Linked DNA regions of Triticum aestivum: region 1 is linked to region 2. Evidence: chromatin contacts called from public Hi-C data. All regions are on one chromosome and are shown on one strand. The core of a region is the stretch at or near the end of the contact, and the rest is flanking DNA. Distances in the headings are between cores, read along the strand shown.

What was found. A called contact is a pair of places that touch in the nucleus more often than the background predicts.
Region 1: a Hi-C map of leaf shows a contact between it and region 2, with 3 times the contacts expected there. The contact joins the promoter of LOC123068936 here to the promoter of LOC123068933 in region 2. A contact is called at or near these places in 2 of 5 Hi-C or Micro-C datasets (both in leaf) and 1 of 1 datasets of contacts at active chromatin or transcription factors (leaf).

The regions. Positions count from the first base shown.
Region 1 is chr3B:122,185,565-122,190,010 of IWGSC CS RefSeq v2.1, reverse strand. LOC123068936 (serine/threonine-protein kinase tricornered) reads right to left here and starts at 1,626. Exons shown (of 13, transcript XM_044491632.1): 1 at 1,227-1,626. The coding sequence starts at 1,417.
Region 2 is chr3B:121,680,403-121,684,780 of IWGSC CS RefSeq v2.1, reverse strand. It overlaps LOC123068933, which reads left to right and starts at 2,535. Exons shown (of 3, transcript XR_006432163.1): 1 at 2,535-3,812.

The sequences.
Region 1 (4,446 bases), core at 377-2,876, 510 kb before region 2:
CAAGACACTAAATTTTATAGCCCAACTAAGCAGGGAGTAGTCAGTACTATGAACCCTTTTTTTTTGCGGGTGAGTCAGTACTATGAACTTAGCTCAACAGTTTGCAGCGGAAAAAACAGAACCATACGTGTCAGCAATTTGACCAACAGCATGGTGCACTGAGAAGAAACGAAGCATTCCAAACAACTAGCAGAATCAAATGTTGTCCACACCTAAAACATGTCTGATGAAAGGGAAGCAGGGTTCTTTGATCCTAGCTCTAACAAACTCATGCTAAACTGAAATGGCTATTATGTAGTACATATCTGGCTTCAAGTAAGCTAAATTAGACAATTAGTACTAGCATAATCAATACATGGCATGTATGCGCTACGTCATCGACCACGTGTCCACCACCCATTCATAAAAGGATCACATGAATCTGGAACAGTACATTGATGGTACAAAACCGTCACATAATAAAGGCAACCATTTGTTTGTTGGCTTGCAAACTAATAAAAACCGACATACTGTACACTCTAATTATACACGCAAGAACAAAATATCACATACAACAAAATAGCGACGCAACCTCGAAACAAACATACACGGTAGTAGCATCCATGCATCGTCATCATCCGAGAACCATCGCAACAGTAATATTCCAAACCCGCTATCCAACTAAGCAAGGCAGTTGCTAGTATGATGAGCTCAGCTTAGCGGCTTTTCGCGCCAAAAGTGGAACAATGCAGTAACTGCACCATATGCAGTGATTAGAACCATTTATGCTCGGTGCATTGAGCAGAATATGAGGATCCGAAGCACCTATAGAACCAAGGACTCTCCTCATCCCAACTTATCCATCAGAGCTAAATCAGGCCACTGCGACCCCAAATTGCGTGCCAAGCTCGACTAATTCAAGAATCTCATTGTCTAAAAATAACAATTCGAGGATCTAAAGCAACATTTGAGGTCATACCACGCTAGAAATCCTCAATGACCATGGCTAGTACAGCTACCGCTCCTTACGCCACGCTTCCTCCGAGAACATTTTGGTACCCACCCCAAAATTCACCCCAAATCTAGCAGCTACAAACCCCTAGCTCCAGAACCCCGAGCTCGAGCCGCTCCAACCGAGCTCAAACCCCTCGATCGAGCTCCGGGGCGCGAGATCTACCGGAGACGAACGTAGCGGCGGCGGCTAAAATTGGAGGCGGGAAGGCGGGGGGGCGGGATCGGATCGGTACCTCTCCTTGCGCTCCTGGATGTTCTTCATGTGGGAGCGGTAGTGGTTCTCGATGAACTTCTTGGCGGCGGCGACGCGCTCCATGGTGAGGGTGGACGCCTCCCCCTCCCCCTCCCCCTCCTCCGCCACGGCGGCGAGCGGCTCGGCGACGGCCGCGGCCGCCGGGGGCGCGTCCGACATCTCGCTCTCCATCCCCGCCCGCGACGACCAACCAGCCTCCCCGCTGGCTGCGGCTGCTGCTGCTGCTGCTGCCTACACCTCTCGCTGTCCCCGGGGGCCCTTTTGCTTCCCTTTTGTGCCCTGGGTCTCTCTCGGGTCGGCGGCCTCCGCCTGTCGCTGTGCGCGCCGGGTATATATACGGCCGTCGTCGACCGCGCCGGGCCGGCTCGGGGCTGATTGAGCAGCGGGGGATTGACGGGGCGGGTTTGGTGTGATGGCGGAGGCTTTAACTCCGTCGCACGGACAGCTGCGCATGGGAACAGCTCTTTTCTTTTCTTTTTCTTTTTGCCATTTTTGTGTTTTGTCTCCGCTTGTTGGTTAGCTCTACTCTGTCGTGCCGCATGCTGTACACAACTAGAGTACTACCGTTTGGATCGTAAATACCCCTGTAAAATGATACACGCCTCCCGCCGTCGTTTTTCTCCGGGCGAAAAATAAGCTGCGGCCGGTAATATACACTTGTAAATTAAATCCGGATGTATCTACTTACACCGATTCCAAGCACGCCCTAAGTATATCTCTGCGTACGTAGCTGTATACACGTTGGTACCACGTAGAAAAGGGAAGGGCTTAGCTGGCTCTTGTCCAGGTACTTTCCCCTTGAGTTTTCAGATGGATGGATGGATGGATAAACGCCGCTGACCATCTTCCATTTCCAAGTTTTCTTTTCTACTATCTCCTTCCCCGCTTCTTTTGTTTTCAGCACGCATCACTGCTTAGAAAGTTAAAAAAAATCCTTTCGATTCATATTAATTGTTGTTGATTTAGGAGTACAACAAAAAATAATAGTACTAGCACTAGCAGGTGTCCATGGGTTGAATTACTGCGACCTTTAGTTGAGATGCTAGCTGCTATGATGATCTCATGATGCACTCGCAAAAAAAAAAAATGATGTTCTCATGATGGATGGACGCCTTGAGCGCGTGAATAATGGTGAAATCGTCTTCGGAGAAAATAAAAGTACTGAAATCCGGCCCGATATGCATACCGAGACATCGACCTATCGGGGACTGGCAAGAGTAGTAGTAGAAGCTCCATGCGTGTCGGGGTCCTAGTCAGGTGGACGCGACAAGCCCCAGGCAGGCAGGGTCCGGGTCAGATCAGCCCGCGCCACGCGGCGTGTACTTACGGGTCAGCCGTGAGAAGGTGACCAGCCGGGGTCACTGTTGAATTGGACGGAGGTGAGCAGCTTGTGGATCATCATGGCTTCACACGCTTTTGTACGTACGTTACGGATCGTACGGGCAGCCTCGCCATCCAACTCTCAAGGCCAAGGCCGTTGCGTTGCAGCAGTCAAGCCAAGCCAAGTTACAGATCGAGTGTTGAATGTTGACCAAGCACGGTGAACTCGTCGTGGGCTGCGACGCGATGCATGGCATTTGCCAGTTGCCACACAAATTGCAGTACTACTAGTAATTTATTTTATGTATTTTCTTCGATAAAATTATTAACACATATGGCCACTTGGACAAGTCCGACGTACGCCAATCGGCCAACGTCGTCTCCGTCCAGCTAGTCGCATCTGCAGCTACAGCCACCGGGGTCTCCTCGTCGATCAACGACGATGCCTAAGCTCGCACGCGATGACAGGACAGCAAAGCGTACTTGCGCCAGTAATCCGCTGGCCTAGTTGACGAAGAAAACTACGGCATCATTAACTAAACTAAATAAATATCTCGATGGATCGATCGATCGATCTGCGAGTGATGCGTGGCAAGGTGGCATGTTGGGGCGCGGCGGCAAAATAATGGGGGCCTCCAGCCTGGTAGGCACAAATGCAAATGCATGCACATACGCAGGGGGCGGATCGACATCTGACCGATCTGAACATACGCGGCCGCATGCCCAGCTCGGATGCCAGGCTAGGCCGCCACGCACACCCCATTTCTTTATCTACGCTGCCAGATCTCGGCGTGCACTGGCCTGGCCTCCTCTCCTCTCTTGGATTCCACTTCCACCCATCCGACCCCCAACGTGCTTAAACTATGCTGCTGCCTGCTGCCTGCTGCCCGGTGTACATGTGTGGTATTCTTCCCTTGTCAGTCTTGTCTGGACATGGTGGTGTATCATCACTGGCAACGTACCGCTGATGCCAACGCTTGCTGGTTGGGATCGGAGGGAAGGAAGTTACGGAGTCGCGGTCGTCGCGCTCGGCCTGCGTCGCTGGTGTTTACTTGCTGGTGAACCCTGACAGTAACGGATTAGCTATAGCTTAGCTGTTTGCCACTCCGTTTGATCGGCGCGGTGCGTACGCTTCAGCCCATATAAATGGGGCGGGAAAGAGATGGTGATGACCAAATTCAGCCGTCCTCCGATCTGATACCCCCTTGGTTCCTTTTTTTTTCGGCAGAAAACTTGTATTACTCATTCATGGTATCATTACAATCTGCTTGTGCCAGCTCCAAAACCTCACAAGGGCCAAAACCGAGCCAAGTAACAGTTCTACGATCAACTCTAGCTAACCTAGCCAAACAATCACTAGGTTTATTCTGATTACGACTTACATGAGTAACACAAGTTTCTCTAAGACTGCGAAGGTACTTAATTTCCTTCACCAAGGAAGTATAGACAGATCTATCCTCTTCCATCTCTTGTATCATGGAGACAGCAATGAGCGAGTCCAGTTCTATTATAATGGGGGCATCACTCCTCTCAATAGCCAACGACAATCCTTCCATGCATCCACTTAGTTCCGCTTCCAAGGCATCCCGACACGAGAACAATTGTCTACACGCCGAGAAAATGATGGTACCATTTTCATTGCATAAGATCATCCCAGATCCTGTTGTACCGTCCACATCGAAGGAATCGTTAGTATTCAACTTAATCCATCCTTGAGCAGGGCGGCTCCACTTCAAGGTTTTTGCAGCAGGTGTTGTACTCGGCATCCTCTTCTCGTAAGATAGACTCACTTTCCCCTTTCGAGGATCTGCCGATGCATTTGATCGGATCGCAATAAGTGAGTCCAAGTAACTCTATAGAAATTTGCATGATGCTTCAGC
Region 2 (4,378 bases), core at 1,286-3,785:
TTCCTAGATCTTCCTATTCTGTTGGTGATTTGCTTCTCATGGCTCTTGTATCTTTGGATAAATGTAGTATAAGCAATTCATTTGCACCATCGCGGTTACAAGGTTGGGCTCTGACAATCGGCGGTGGTCGCGTGCGGTGGGCATTTCAGGTTTGCCTCCGCCTCCTCTCCCCCCTGCTCTTCACATCTCTGAGTTGGTTTTAGTTCTCAGTTTTTTTAAAGGAGAAAGGAGCGACACCATCCTGCACAGTTTTTCTGTTGAGTTAATTTAGATAATTGCTGCAATATAGACTGCCAGATTCTGTAGCATTTTCTACTTAGATAAATAAAGAGCCAGGTCACACCATTTTATTTACTTCATTGTTTGTTTTATCTTTTATATGTAGGAGTTTTGGTGTGGATTATACATAGTTAAATCTGAGTGCATATATTATTTCGAGGTAAATTTCAATCCACATACCGGTTGTTAAGAAGTATTACATGATTTTTATTTTCTCAATTGTATGGAAGTGTTAGTTCTTTCCAGGTCTTTTGGAATAAGAGTTGTGCATTTTCTTATTCATGCTATTTGGACCGAATTTGCAGAACCGTTAAAGTCACAACTAGGATTTTGACTTGGTTATCTGGTTTTGGCTTTTTGACCCGGTTAGGCATTTTCTTATTCATGCTATTTGGACCGAATTTGCAGAACCGTTAAAAGTCACCAGCTAGGATTTTGACCTGGTTATCTGGTTTTGGCTTATAGCACAACATGGCGGTAGTGTAGAAAAGATCTAAACAGATTCTGAATTAACCCAACTAGACATGGAAACCAAGAACGACCTATCGGCTAGGTCCAGTTCCTCATCTTTGTCTCCGAGCAAAATGATCATCTGGTGACGAACACCTCTTCCTTCTCTTCTCTGTATGTGCTCCTCCCTAAAGGAGATCCAGATTCTGTTTCTATTAGCAGTAGATATGTTGATTTGCTACTACCTGAAACATTTGTCAATGACACAATAATGTTGAATCTTTCTTTGCTATCTGCACAATCATCTTTTATTTTATAGCCTTAGTTGTTAAATGGTGATGTCCAATTACACTTTTTGTGCTGCCACAATTGCTATTGTAATATTTGTAGATTTGATCACCTGCTTTGTTATATGCAGATGCATATGCAGTTTTGTATTTATGTTTTCTTAAGTTGTATATGCATGGCCTATAAATGATATAGTTGTATATACATGGTTGATGGTTGTATATACATGTCAAGGAGCACTTTGAATCATGGTTGTATATATAATACAGGGAGCAACTTTAATCATGATGCATATGGCCTCATTTTAATTGAATTATGAAGAAGTTTTGCTTTGTTTTGTGTATTGTAATATGGGGTTTAGCTATGTGGTATATTAATGGGAATTGCTTTTTTCCTTTAATATTGAAAGGTAGAGAACTGGAGGTAGAATAATAAAAGCTGCTTCCTTGGAGAGGTTTTTGTGCAGAGTGGTGCATGCATAATTTTATCCTCATTATGTTCTCTTTGCATGTTCTATTGTAGGAAGCGGATGCTATCAAGATCATGCCAAAGGCAAAGCATGCCAAAGGGCGATGCTCATTCCCGTTCTTAGTGAGATGGGTTTACTCGATGCAAAGTATGAGCATTGTAGACTAGCGAGCTGCTGAAGGTCGACGAGGAGGGCGCCACCACCACCGTCATCCTGGTCCACATCCACGCGCTGCTTGGTGTCACTAGGTCACCGGCACAATCCTCACGCCCAGATCGTTCAACATTTTCTTCCGCTTTTGGTGCGTCACATTTAGAGTCTTTCTTTCCCATTTTACCGTGTTTGCATGATAAGATGTTTGGTTGGATTTGAAGGTTCGTAGCCTTGGCTCCAAAGCTTCAAGCTCTTATAGAAATTAGAACTGAGGGCCTTTTAAATTTAGTCTTGCATAATAGTGTTTTTCAGTGGGATGCAGAATTTTTGTTTGTCTGATCGACTATCCTTGGTGCTGATTTACGTACTGAGTTCATCATCATATGACTATAACAAAGAAGTTGTGTGTATAAATATTACTAACTGCTGATACTTTGCGTCAGTGATTTCAATTCTGTTGGTCCTCCTTAATATTGCTTGGGATTGTGAGGCTTAAAAGTTTCAACCCTGTGCAATGTGCTTCTCGGGTGTGGATTTGTGACTAATTAACGGTTTTGTTAATACTGATATTTCTTTGAACATTATATGGGTATTGCATCGCTTGTACTTATAATAAATGTAATTCTTTTCATATGTTTCAATATGTGCCTGAATGATATTAATGTACACTCTTCCAATACATGGCTTACTTTTGGCCTTTTTAGCGCAACTAATCATCTAGTCCGACGAAAAAGCCCCACCGTGAGCGGCCGTCAGCGAGGAAAGAGAAACTGTCGTTGAAACTCGTCGTTCCTTCTACGCTACTCTTATAAAATAAAAAAACTCGTCGTTCCGGGCCAGGCTAAGACGCCGGGCCAACTTTCCACATGGGCCTCCTCTACACCCAGCCCCACGGACGTTTCTTCCTCCCAGTGTTGTTCAGAGCTTCGTTCCCCTTTGTCCAGAGCAAGTCAACTCAGTCACTTTCTCCATCAACGCGAAGCCCCAAACCGTCTCAATCTCCATTAACGCGAGGTTAACCGCGCGCAGGATGGACAACCCCCTCCCGCAGCCGCGCAGGCGCAGGCCCGTCGTCCTGATCGCCTCCTGCGCGCTGATCCTCCTCGCCACCGCCCTCCTCCCGCGCGCTCCCGCCGTCCCGCCGCTGACCCCGGCCATCCGCCTCGACCCGCGGGTCGCACGCAGGAGCGGCAACGAGGTGCTGTGGCAGCTGCCGCCAGGCCCGCCGCGCGCCGCCGTGTTCGTCTCCCCCGGATGCACCATCCGCGCCACCGACTTCTTCGACGCCTCCCCCGGCTGCCCGCGCTGCGCGGGGCTCCCCGAGGAGCGCCGGTTCACGCGCGAGGCGCTCCGCCGAGGCTACGCCGTCCTCGCTGTGTCCAGCCGCGCCGAGTGCTGGTCCCTCGACGCCGCCTCCGGCGACGGCAGTGAGCTCGCCGCCGTCGGTTCCATCATCGAATGGTGGGTCAAGGAGCAGCACCCCGAGCTCGGCCGCCTCCCGCTCGTCGGCATCGGCGCGTCGTCGGGCGGGTACTTCGTCTCCGCGCTGGCGGCGAGGGTCAGGTTCAGCAGCGTGGCCATCATGATCGCCGAGGGCGTGTTTGCCGCCATGGAGGAAATCCCGCCCGGCTACCCGCCGGCGCTGTTCGTGCACATGCCCAGGGACGCCAAGAGGGCGCACATGGTGGCGTCAAGCATAGACAAGCTCAAGTCAAAGCACGTTGATGTACGGGAGATCCAGTGCGATGCCTTTGCCGTGAGTGCCGACTTCTTGGCGGCGAGGATCCCGGGGTTGACTCCGACCGTCGCCGATGGCCTTGTGGACGTGCTTCGCCAGAAGTCGTTCTTGGATGAGAAGGGTTTTCTGAAGAAGGATGGGAGGAGAACACCGTGGCAGGAGGCGGCGGAGGAAGCCAAGATCTTGCCGGAGGGGTTCCGGCTGGAGAGGCATGTCACGGAGGAGTTGAATATTGCATATGCATACCATGAATTTACCAGCCTGGAGAATGAAGAGATCTTCAAATGGTTCGATTCCCATATGGATCACAAGATTTGAAGGCACATAATTTCTAGCTGGCCAACTTGATGTCGGATTCATGGAGTGTTGCTGGTTTTGAGAGGATGCACCATTATGATTCATGGGAGGTGGAAAGAAAGCACAATATTCTGTAAGGTTTATCCTCAAAGCTTGTAGTTTAACATAGACACTTATGGAATATGGTTTCTCATAGCGTCATGTTTTCCTTTGCCATTGTGGTTACTGCTTTATTGGTGTCACAAGCAAATGAGTGAACTGACCTCATTGTTGTTACTGTTGTAACTCATCGCATAGAAATGTGTTAATACTGTAGAAAATGATATAACTTTTGATAAATTTATCCTCTCTGAGCAAAGTTCTTTTTTGTGCAGCCACATTTTTCCAACTCCACTTGGATATCTTGTCATAGTGTCAGGTTCTGACTAACTGACAGTATATCTCTTCTGTGTTGAGTAGGATAACATTTCTTTTGTAAGAATATAACTAAAACATAACCATGCTTAATCAGTAGGGATGCTGGTGGACATGCCCGTCGTGTCCGTGTCTGTCTGCGCTGGACCAAGATGTACTAATCTCTGCTGCTGTAATTTTCGTGCTAATGCTGAAATGATCAACACGGACTCGGTGGACATGTCGACCTGCATTCCTATCAGTCAGTCACTAGAAAAACTGATAGTCAATTTTCTTACAACTATTTGGTG